Linked DNA regions of Sus scrofa: region 2 is linked to region 1. The links are chromatin contacts, called in public HiChIP or PLAC-seq maps. All regions are on one chromosome and are shown on one strand. Each heading gives the region's core, a stretch centred on a gene start, on an enhancer-like site or on the middle of the called end of the contact. The rest is flanking DNA. Distances are from core to core; before and after follow the strand shown. Region 1 overlaps LOC110262100 (rap guanine nucleotide exchange factor 6-like). Region 2 has its middle 150 kb from the start of RAPGEF2.

Region 1 (3,935 bases), core at 809-3,308:
AGGAGAAACAACAGGTGTTTTCCGAGTTTGCTTCTGGGTTACTGGCCCTCTGGGGCCCCTGCTAGTGGTCTCTGTCTACTTCTTTATTGGAACTTTGCATGGTCTTCATGTTACTTCCATTCTGGTCTCTTAGCTGGAGGAGTGCAGTTCCTGGTCCTGGGTGGTGAGAATCCTGTCTCCATTCCCCCTAGTCACCTGTGGTTCCGTCATTTGAATGTGGTGAAACACTCTTGGGGTGTGATGCAGCCTCTTTTTGCAGATAGTCCTGATGTTTGTGGTTTTGCTTGTCCCTGACCACCCTGTGGCTGCCGTGTTCCCCCCGCCCACCCCAGTGGCTTCCTCACCACAGTTCTCTGGATGTCCGCCAGTCACCCACTGCTGCCCACATGGAGCAGCGGAAGGGAGCTCCTCCCCCTCGGCCTTCTGGGGAGCACCCACACAGCTGCATCTGCTCTGCTCACACAGGAGAAAACCTGCTGTATGCCCGGTGCCCTCCTTATGCACCAACTTCTGGTCCCGGTTGTTGCTTTTTCACAAGCGGACTGTTCCTTCAGTGTCCATTGCTTGACACCGCCCTCCCCAAATACACACACGGACATGGGTGGATTAGCTGCTATTTGTGGCTGGCGGGATATGAATGTCAAGCTTAGTGTTCATGCGGTGGTCACCCCTAGCCCACAACCTGTCCCGCTCTGTTAGGGCACTTCCCCCCCCCCCCCCCCCCCCCCCCCCCCGCCACAGTCCCTCCTGCCTTCTCTGCCCCTTTTGCAGCTATATTTGCTGGTTGGGTTCCACTTGTTTTCACATAGTATTAAAGCTGAATAAAGTAGCTTTTTCCCAAGTTACTTTTTTGCCCTCTGATGATCCTTTGTGCTGATTCAGTCCCTTTTCTTGTGGTTTATTCACTTATTTCCCTCCTCTTCCATCAACTTGGAATTGACCCGTTTAGAGGCCTCCTGCTCTGTGAACAGGGAACCTGGAACAGCACTGACAGCCCTTCCATATGGAGACACTGCCACCTGGTGGACAGTTGCGATATTGCTAAAGTGGTTCTTTAAGCCTGGATTCTTTTTTTCCAGCTCCTGGTAAATTGAAACTCTCATCTTTGACTTTCAGACACTTTAATACCATACCTAAGTTTGCGTCTGAATAGACACTACTAATTCGCTATTAAGGAAGTATCTGAGCGCCCATGGAGTGTTATATAGTGTGCAGATTGGGCGTACTGATGAGTTAGAGGAGCTTAAAAGCTAATGGGGAAGGAGTTCCTGTTGTGGCTCAGCAGTAACGAACCCAACTAGTATCCTTGAGGATCCCTTGCCTTGCTGAGTTGATTAAGGATCTGGCATTGCTGTGAACTGTGGTGTAGGTCATAGATGTGGCTTGGATCCTCTGTTGCTATGGCGGTGACACAGGCTGGCAGCTGCAGCTCTGATTTGACCCCTGGTCCAGGAACTTCCATTTGCCCTGGGTGCAGCCCTAAAAAGCCAAAAAAAGGCTAATGGGGAAGCCCCTAAAATAAACACTGCTGACACTGGCAGCTGCTTCATATGAATAAGTATGAAGCACCCTGGGAACCCAGGAGGATGACTCACTTACTTGGAAGATACTGAAACATTTCTCAGGGGAAGTGGTGGTTAAACTGGAATTTAAAGGATGAATAGCAAGTTTTCTGGGTGGAAGGTCCCCTTTACGAGCTGGCACAGCAAGTTTGTCCAGCAGGTTTTTCTGGGGCCTGAGGCGTAGGTGGGACCAGGTGTGTGGTGGCTCAGCAGGTACCGCCTGGAGCCCAGGATGTGTGGGGCTGGGAGCAGAATGGAAAGGGTTGGGTCACTTGTGAGGAACCAGAACCTCAGCAGGACTGCATGGCTGGTGTGAAAGTGTCCGCTCCTAAACCTGTGCTTTTGCGCGGCAGTGTGGAGCTGCCTTCAGCTGCTGTGCCGCCAAGGGCTGGACTCTCCTGCTAAGGAACCGAGAGCTGCCCTGGGAAGTGCCTGGTGATCTCGATTCCCTAAGCTGGTGCTGACTGAGACCCAGGCGTTCCTGCATGCAGCACCCAGGCCCGCCTGTAGGTGGAGGAAGATACCCAAGTGGCTTAGGAATGAGAGCTATAGAGAAACTAGCAGAAATTAGATGGGGTGAGTATTTTGAGGTTTGGGAAACAGTGAGTGAGAAGATCACATTAAAGATGGGGTGTAGGTGTGTGTGATGTGGAAGGCGCGCTGGGAGCAGCTGTGGGTAGTGCCGAGGGGCAGGGCGGAGAGAGGGGCCAGGTCACGGGCTCTTCCTGTCCTGCCAGCTGGACCTGCCCTTCTGGGTCAGCCTGGGGGGAATGGGCTGCAGGGACCTCTCAGTCCTCATTGCTTCTGGGTCCTTCTGTCTGATCACACTGAGCGGCAAAGTGCTTGCATTACAGTGGCCTGTTTATGTTTTGTTTGCTTGTTTTTTTTTTTTTTTTTTTGGCTTGATTCATTTCCTCCTCCCTGTTGGTGACATCACATTCAGAGGCCCTCAGAGTGTCTTGTTGCACACCTGGGCTTTTGTGGCTTTCACATGTTGCTTGAAGCATTGGGGTGGGGGGTGGGGAGGTTGGAGTCAAATCAGTACCCCTTCATAGAGCTCCATCTAATGTTTGTAGGTCCTTTCTCCGAGTCCGTGAGACCTGCCTTGCTGGATGCACCTCTTTAATCTTTGGGCTTCCCTTTTCTCCCTGTTCCTGGTGATGTAAGACTATGGTATTTGGAAATGGCAAGTTAGAGTTTATCCAAGATTGCCATGTCAGCAACCCTCGGTGGGATGCCTTAGCTCATAATTTTAAAACATAAGACAACTATTTTGAGAAAAATTAAAATGACATGAGTGAATAAAGCAGATGCAACTAGTCACATCAGTAAGGACAGGATTGTAGTTTTTTCTGCCATTTGTTCCTGTTGGGGTTTGATTTTAACTTGACAAGCCCTGTACATAAGAGCGACCCAGGTTGTTGTTTAGAAGGTGAAGTGATGGATCTGCTGCCAGAGGACCGGTCCCGGGGAGCCTGGGACCACACAGTTTTGACTGGCATTCTAGGTGAGTCACATGCTCATCAGAGCTTGAGAACCACTAGACGGAATCAACTCCCAGGGTGAGTCCTAGGTAATAGGATTAATAATAACTGTTATTATACTAGTCAGCTTCTGTTAGCCTGCCACATTGCCCGTATGTCTGCAAGTGAGATCTCAGATTCATTCTGCTTCCCTCTAAGTGTGGAAAAGTTCAGTGCTGTTGCTGCTAGGTTCTCCTCCTTCACCTTTTCTTAGAAAACACACAGCCATCGCTAGGCCTGCACGGAGCCACCAGGTGGCAGCTGCACTGAGGGGAGTGTTTGCAGAGCTGGAGGGGAGGCAAGGTGTGCCTCCTGTTGAAACACTGCCTGCCTGATGCCTCTCTGCGAATGAGAGACTGAGCGGGGAGCCTGGCCGTTTCTCATGAAGTCAGGAGAATTTTCTGGCTGATTAAGTAAAACAGATTTTTTGGTGGCATCTCACAATAGGGAATTTTCAGACCAGAAACCAACCTTGGGGTACAGGAATGAGGAGAGGTGGAGGGGAGGATTTCCTGGCTTGTGGCTCTTTCCAAAACATCTTTAAAATGAGACTCAGTGTTTTTGTATTCTTAGTTCTAATTAGTTTATTTTTGTAAAGCATGAATATTTTAATTTTTATTGAAGTATAGTTGATTTACAATGTGCATTAGTTCCAGGTGTACAGCAAATGATTCAGTTATACATGTATATCTATTCTTTTTCAGATTCTTTTCCTTATAGGTTATAAGATTATAGAGTTTCCTGGGCTATATCCTTGTTGGTTATCTGTTTTATCTATAGTAGTGTGTATCTTTTCATCCCAAACTTCTAATTTATTCCTCCCTTCTTTTTCCCTTTGGTGTCCATAAGT
Region 2 (3,935 bases), core at 968-3,467, 220 kb after region 1:
GGACTTCACCTCTGGGCTCAGATACAACCAGGGCTGTGGTTAGCACTGTTCACCCGGGAAACACTCAGGACACTTGTGCCTCAGAGGACAGAACGAATCAGCTTCCATTTTGGCTCATCCACTTCAGCAGATCCAGAATAACTTTAATTATTCACTGTAATTGGCGTTTACTAAGCTGCCCATTTCCTTATCCATTTTAATGCACAATCTGCTGACAGTTTAAAAATATTTAATGTTTAGAAGAAAACCCCATCAGATTCATTAACAGAGGCTTCGTGTAGTTGACTGTTTGTGGACTGTGTTCTCTTGGGGTGTCTGGCCTCTCTAGGTGGGTGATCTTCTTCTTCAGGGGACCAGTTAATGATCATAGGGACAAAAAGACAGCCTTAATCTTGTTTTCCCAAGTTTGTTAATATTTTCAGAGGTAATACATTCACATGGTTCAAAATCTAGTGTGTGTGAAAAACTGTACAGTAAAAATTCCTCATTTTTCTCCTGCAGCAACAATGTTCTTCCCCACATGCTTCCCTGGAAACAATCACTTGCTATCAGTTTCTTTTCCTTCTTCTTTCCTTCCTTCCTCCCTCCCTCTCTCTCTTTCTTTCCTTTTTAGGGCCATACCCACGACATGGAAGTCCCAAGTTAGAGGTCAAATCAGAGCTGCCACTGCCAGCCAACACCACAGCCACAGCAACGTGGGATCCGAGCAGTGTCTGTGACCTACCCCATAGCTTATGACGACGCAGGATCCTTAACCCACTGAGTGGGGCCAAGGATTGAACCTGTATCCTTGTGGATATTAGTCAGATTTGTTTCTGCTATGCCACAAAAGGTACTCCTGTTATCAGTTTGTTAGAAACTTTCCACAGATATTTTATGTATAGGTAAGCAAATATCTTCTCCCCCCACCCCCAAAAGACACTGTTTAGGAGCGAGGTTGAACATTTTAAGGGCTTCTGCTGTTGTATAACACGTTACCACATGTTTAGTGGTTCTAACAACACAAGCCTCTATGACCTCCGTTTCCATGGATCAGGAGTCCAGGCACAAGGCTGGATTCTTTCCCCAGAGTCTCAACAGGCTGAACTGAGGGGGCTACCAAGACCTCAATCTAAAAATACCTTATTTTTAGGAGTTCCCGTCGTGGCTCAGCAGAAACGATTCTGACTAACATCCATGAGGACTCAGGTTCAATCCTTGGCCTTGTTCAGTGGGTTAAGAATCTGACTTGCCATGAAATGCGGTGTAGGTCGCAGACATGTCTCAGATCCTGAGTTGCTGTGGCTGTGGTATAGGCCAGCAGCTGTGGCTCTGATTTGACCCCTAGCCTGGGAACTTCTACATGCTGCAGGTATGGCCCTAAAAAGGCAAAAAGACAAATAAAATAAAATAAAAAATAAAGAAGCCTGAAAGTTCTCTTGCCCCTCTGGCCATGTGAGGACACAGTGAGAGGTCAGCAGCCTGTAGCCAGGAAGAGGGCTCTTTCCATGCTGGCACTCTGAGGCCAGCCTCTGTGATGGCACAGCTGCAGGAACTGTGAGTAACAAAGTGCATTATTTATAGCAACAACCAGCCAGTCTACTTGTTACAGTAGCCTAAACAGACTAAGACAGCAACTCTATACTAGACACTGAGAAAGACACTTTGTATTAGTTCACAACATTTAGGGTCAGCTCTGAAAGGTTCACAATGAGACCAATGATGAGGAAGAGAGTGCTATTACTATAACTCTGGTTAAAGATGATGAGACTATCAAAACCCAGCAATAACCATGATGATATAAAGAAGAGTAGCTAATACTTATCGAGCACATTCTATGTGCCAGTTACTATGCTGAGCACTTTTTATGTATAATCTCATTAAGTCTTCTCAACAATCTTAGGGAAGGACTAGTCTTTGCTACTAGGCCTGTTGCCTTTTCTAGTTTTTTTCCTTTGTTTGCTTGTTTTTTGTTTTTTAAGCCACAGAGCCAAATCTAAGTAATTTGTTCTGGTTGACAGCAAAGAGAAATACAAGATAGGAAACCAGAATGGTTTAGAAAGCTGTGGAGATTCATGTGGAACTATTTGGACAAGTGGTTTGTATCATAATGTGCCCTACAGATGAAATGTCTGTATTATCTACCCTAATTTTGTCCTATACTGAAGGTAGTCAAGAGACCAGCAGGCAGGAACAAGTCTGCCTGTCTCCTAGGGTGATGCTGGCAGCAAATGCCTCAGCCATCTGGCTCGGCTATGCCAGGCTGACACCTAGCCCAGGGACCTGTGTGGGTAAAATGATAGGAGGGAAAGCAGAGCCTCCAAATGAATAATCCTCGGGTGCCCAAGGGAGACCAAAATGTTACCCTTCTGTTTTTTCCTAAAAGCAATGACAACACCCCCCAAGAAATGAGAATTATCTTAATTTGAACAAACATTCCCAGGCCAGTCTCGTGCATTGGCCAAGTTTATCTTCCATCACTCCAGTCTCTATCTTCCATGAGTCCTGCTTGATGCTGCCTCTTCTGGAAATGGAAATGCCTATATCCCATGAGATTCAGAGAGGCTGGGAAGTCATGGATGAGAAAGCACAGTGACCATGAGATGTGGATCTGTATAGCCACTACTATTATCAAGGACTGGCTTGGGAATATTTTCACAAATATTCCCTTCAGCCAATAATGAAAATTTTATAAGGAATTCATAGAACTAGGGAAGGTCCTTCCCACTGACTGTGCCACTTTTCTTTTCAAAATATCCCTGGAGTCCTTCAGTGCTTACAGAATCAAGCCCTGAATCTATGAACCACCATGCAAGGCTCATTATAACCCAACTCTAACCATCCCTGTCAATCCCTCCAGTCTCCCAGAGATGTGTGTGCAACTGGGAAATGGACATGGAATTCACACCCTGGGGTTGAACCTTTGACCACCGAGTGGGGGATCAGAACCTCCTCCTTCCACTTCCACAGGATGAGCTATCAACCTTAGAGGCATTTTGGCCCACAGATGCAGCAACAAACTGCAGTTGGCAGTAGCCAGCTCAACAACACCCTCACACTGGCTCCCCGACTTCCTGCTTCCCCCTCTACCCCTCACTTCTGCTCTCTGGTACAGCAGTCGGAGTGCACAAGGACTTTTCTGCCAAAGGCTCTGCTTTCTGGAGAACACAATCCTTCCCACCTAGCAAAACCCTCACCATGAATTCAATCATCTTATTTTGAGACCATCATTTGTTTGAGGTCATGTAAGATTACTGAGAAAGAAAGGGGCTCAGAGTCCTCTCTGGTTTTGAATCCTGGTCCCACCACTCACTGGCAGTGTAACCTTGAGCATAGTTGCTGAGCAAGTTGCTGTGGTGGAGACTGTGGAACAGCTTGTTCAAATGCCATGCTGTGCTCCTTCTAGTGAGACAATAGAAACATATATTCTCTAAACAGTGATGCAGATAGCATTCCGGATGTGAGCTAGATATGTGAGGTCCAAAAAGCAGAACTGAATCAGAGACATTGTCCTCCTCCTTCTTGGCTTCTCCTGGTGAGTAAGGCTGCGACAGTGTTTCTATGACAACGCTCTGTTATCCTGGGTGTTGAGAGGCAGCTGCAATGATATAATGGTCTGGATGTTTGCTCTCCATATCCATGATCAGAATAAAATGAACAAGGAGCTATTTTCAGTTGGTGAAAGTTTATTGGTTAAATAACCAGTGACTTTCAAGGTAGAACTTTCAGAACAACAGCTTTCAAGGAACAACATCTGAATTGGCTCCAAGACTGGAGTAACTGCAGAAGTAAATATGAGCAGTGATGTCTCTCTATTTGAAATAATACTCTTTTCCCTGGAGGAATTCCTTAGAGCTTAATCTAATCTTAGCTTTACTGTCTGTCATGATATGGGAGTGGGTTAAGACTTTGGACCCTCTCAGCCTTTGTCCCTCACTTATAACATGTCAAAGACG

Evidence for each region. HiChIP or PLAC-seq counts read pairs in DNA pulled down with a chosen protein or histone mark.
Region 2: a contact with region 1 is called in an H3K27ac HiChIP or PLAC-seq map of skeletal muscle, with 10 times the contacts expected there. The contact joins two enhancer-like sites. A contact is called at or near these places in 1 of 5 promoter capture datasets (liver), 17 of 47 Hi-C or Micro-C datasets (embryonic fibroblasts, epiblast stem cells, fetal heart ventricle and 12 more) and 2 of 2 datasets of contacts at active chromatin or transcription factors (alveolar macrophages and skeletal muscle).

The regions. Positions count from the first base shown.
Region 1 is chr8:48,120,638-48,124,572 of Sscrofa11.1, forward strand. All of the region lies in intron 3 of LOC110262100 (rap guanine nucleotide exchange factor 6-like), which reads left to right. Among named protein-coding and RNA genes, the nearest start is that of RAPGEF2, 61 kb to the right of the region's middle. Within about 2 kb of position 2,059, at least 35 of the 83 cell types and tissues checked have an H3K27ac peak or open chromatin away from gene starts, as enhancers often do. A contact at or near this core is called in retroperitoneal adipose tissue and skeletal muscle, where this site is marked.
Region 2 is chr8:48,335,659-48,339,593 of Sscrofa11.1, forward strand. No RefSeq gene overlaps it. Among named protein-coding and RNA genes, the nearest start is that of RAPGEF2, 150 kb to the left of the region's middle. Within about 2 kb of position 2,218, at least 7 of the 83 cell types and tissues checked have an H3K27ac peak or open chromatin away from gene starts, as enhancers often do. A contact at or near this core is called in retroperitoneal adipose tissue and skeletal muscle, where this site is marked.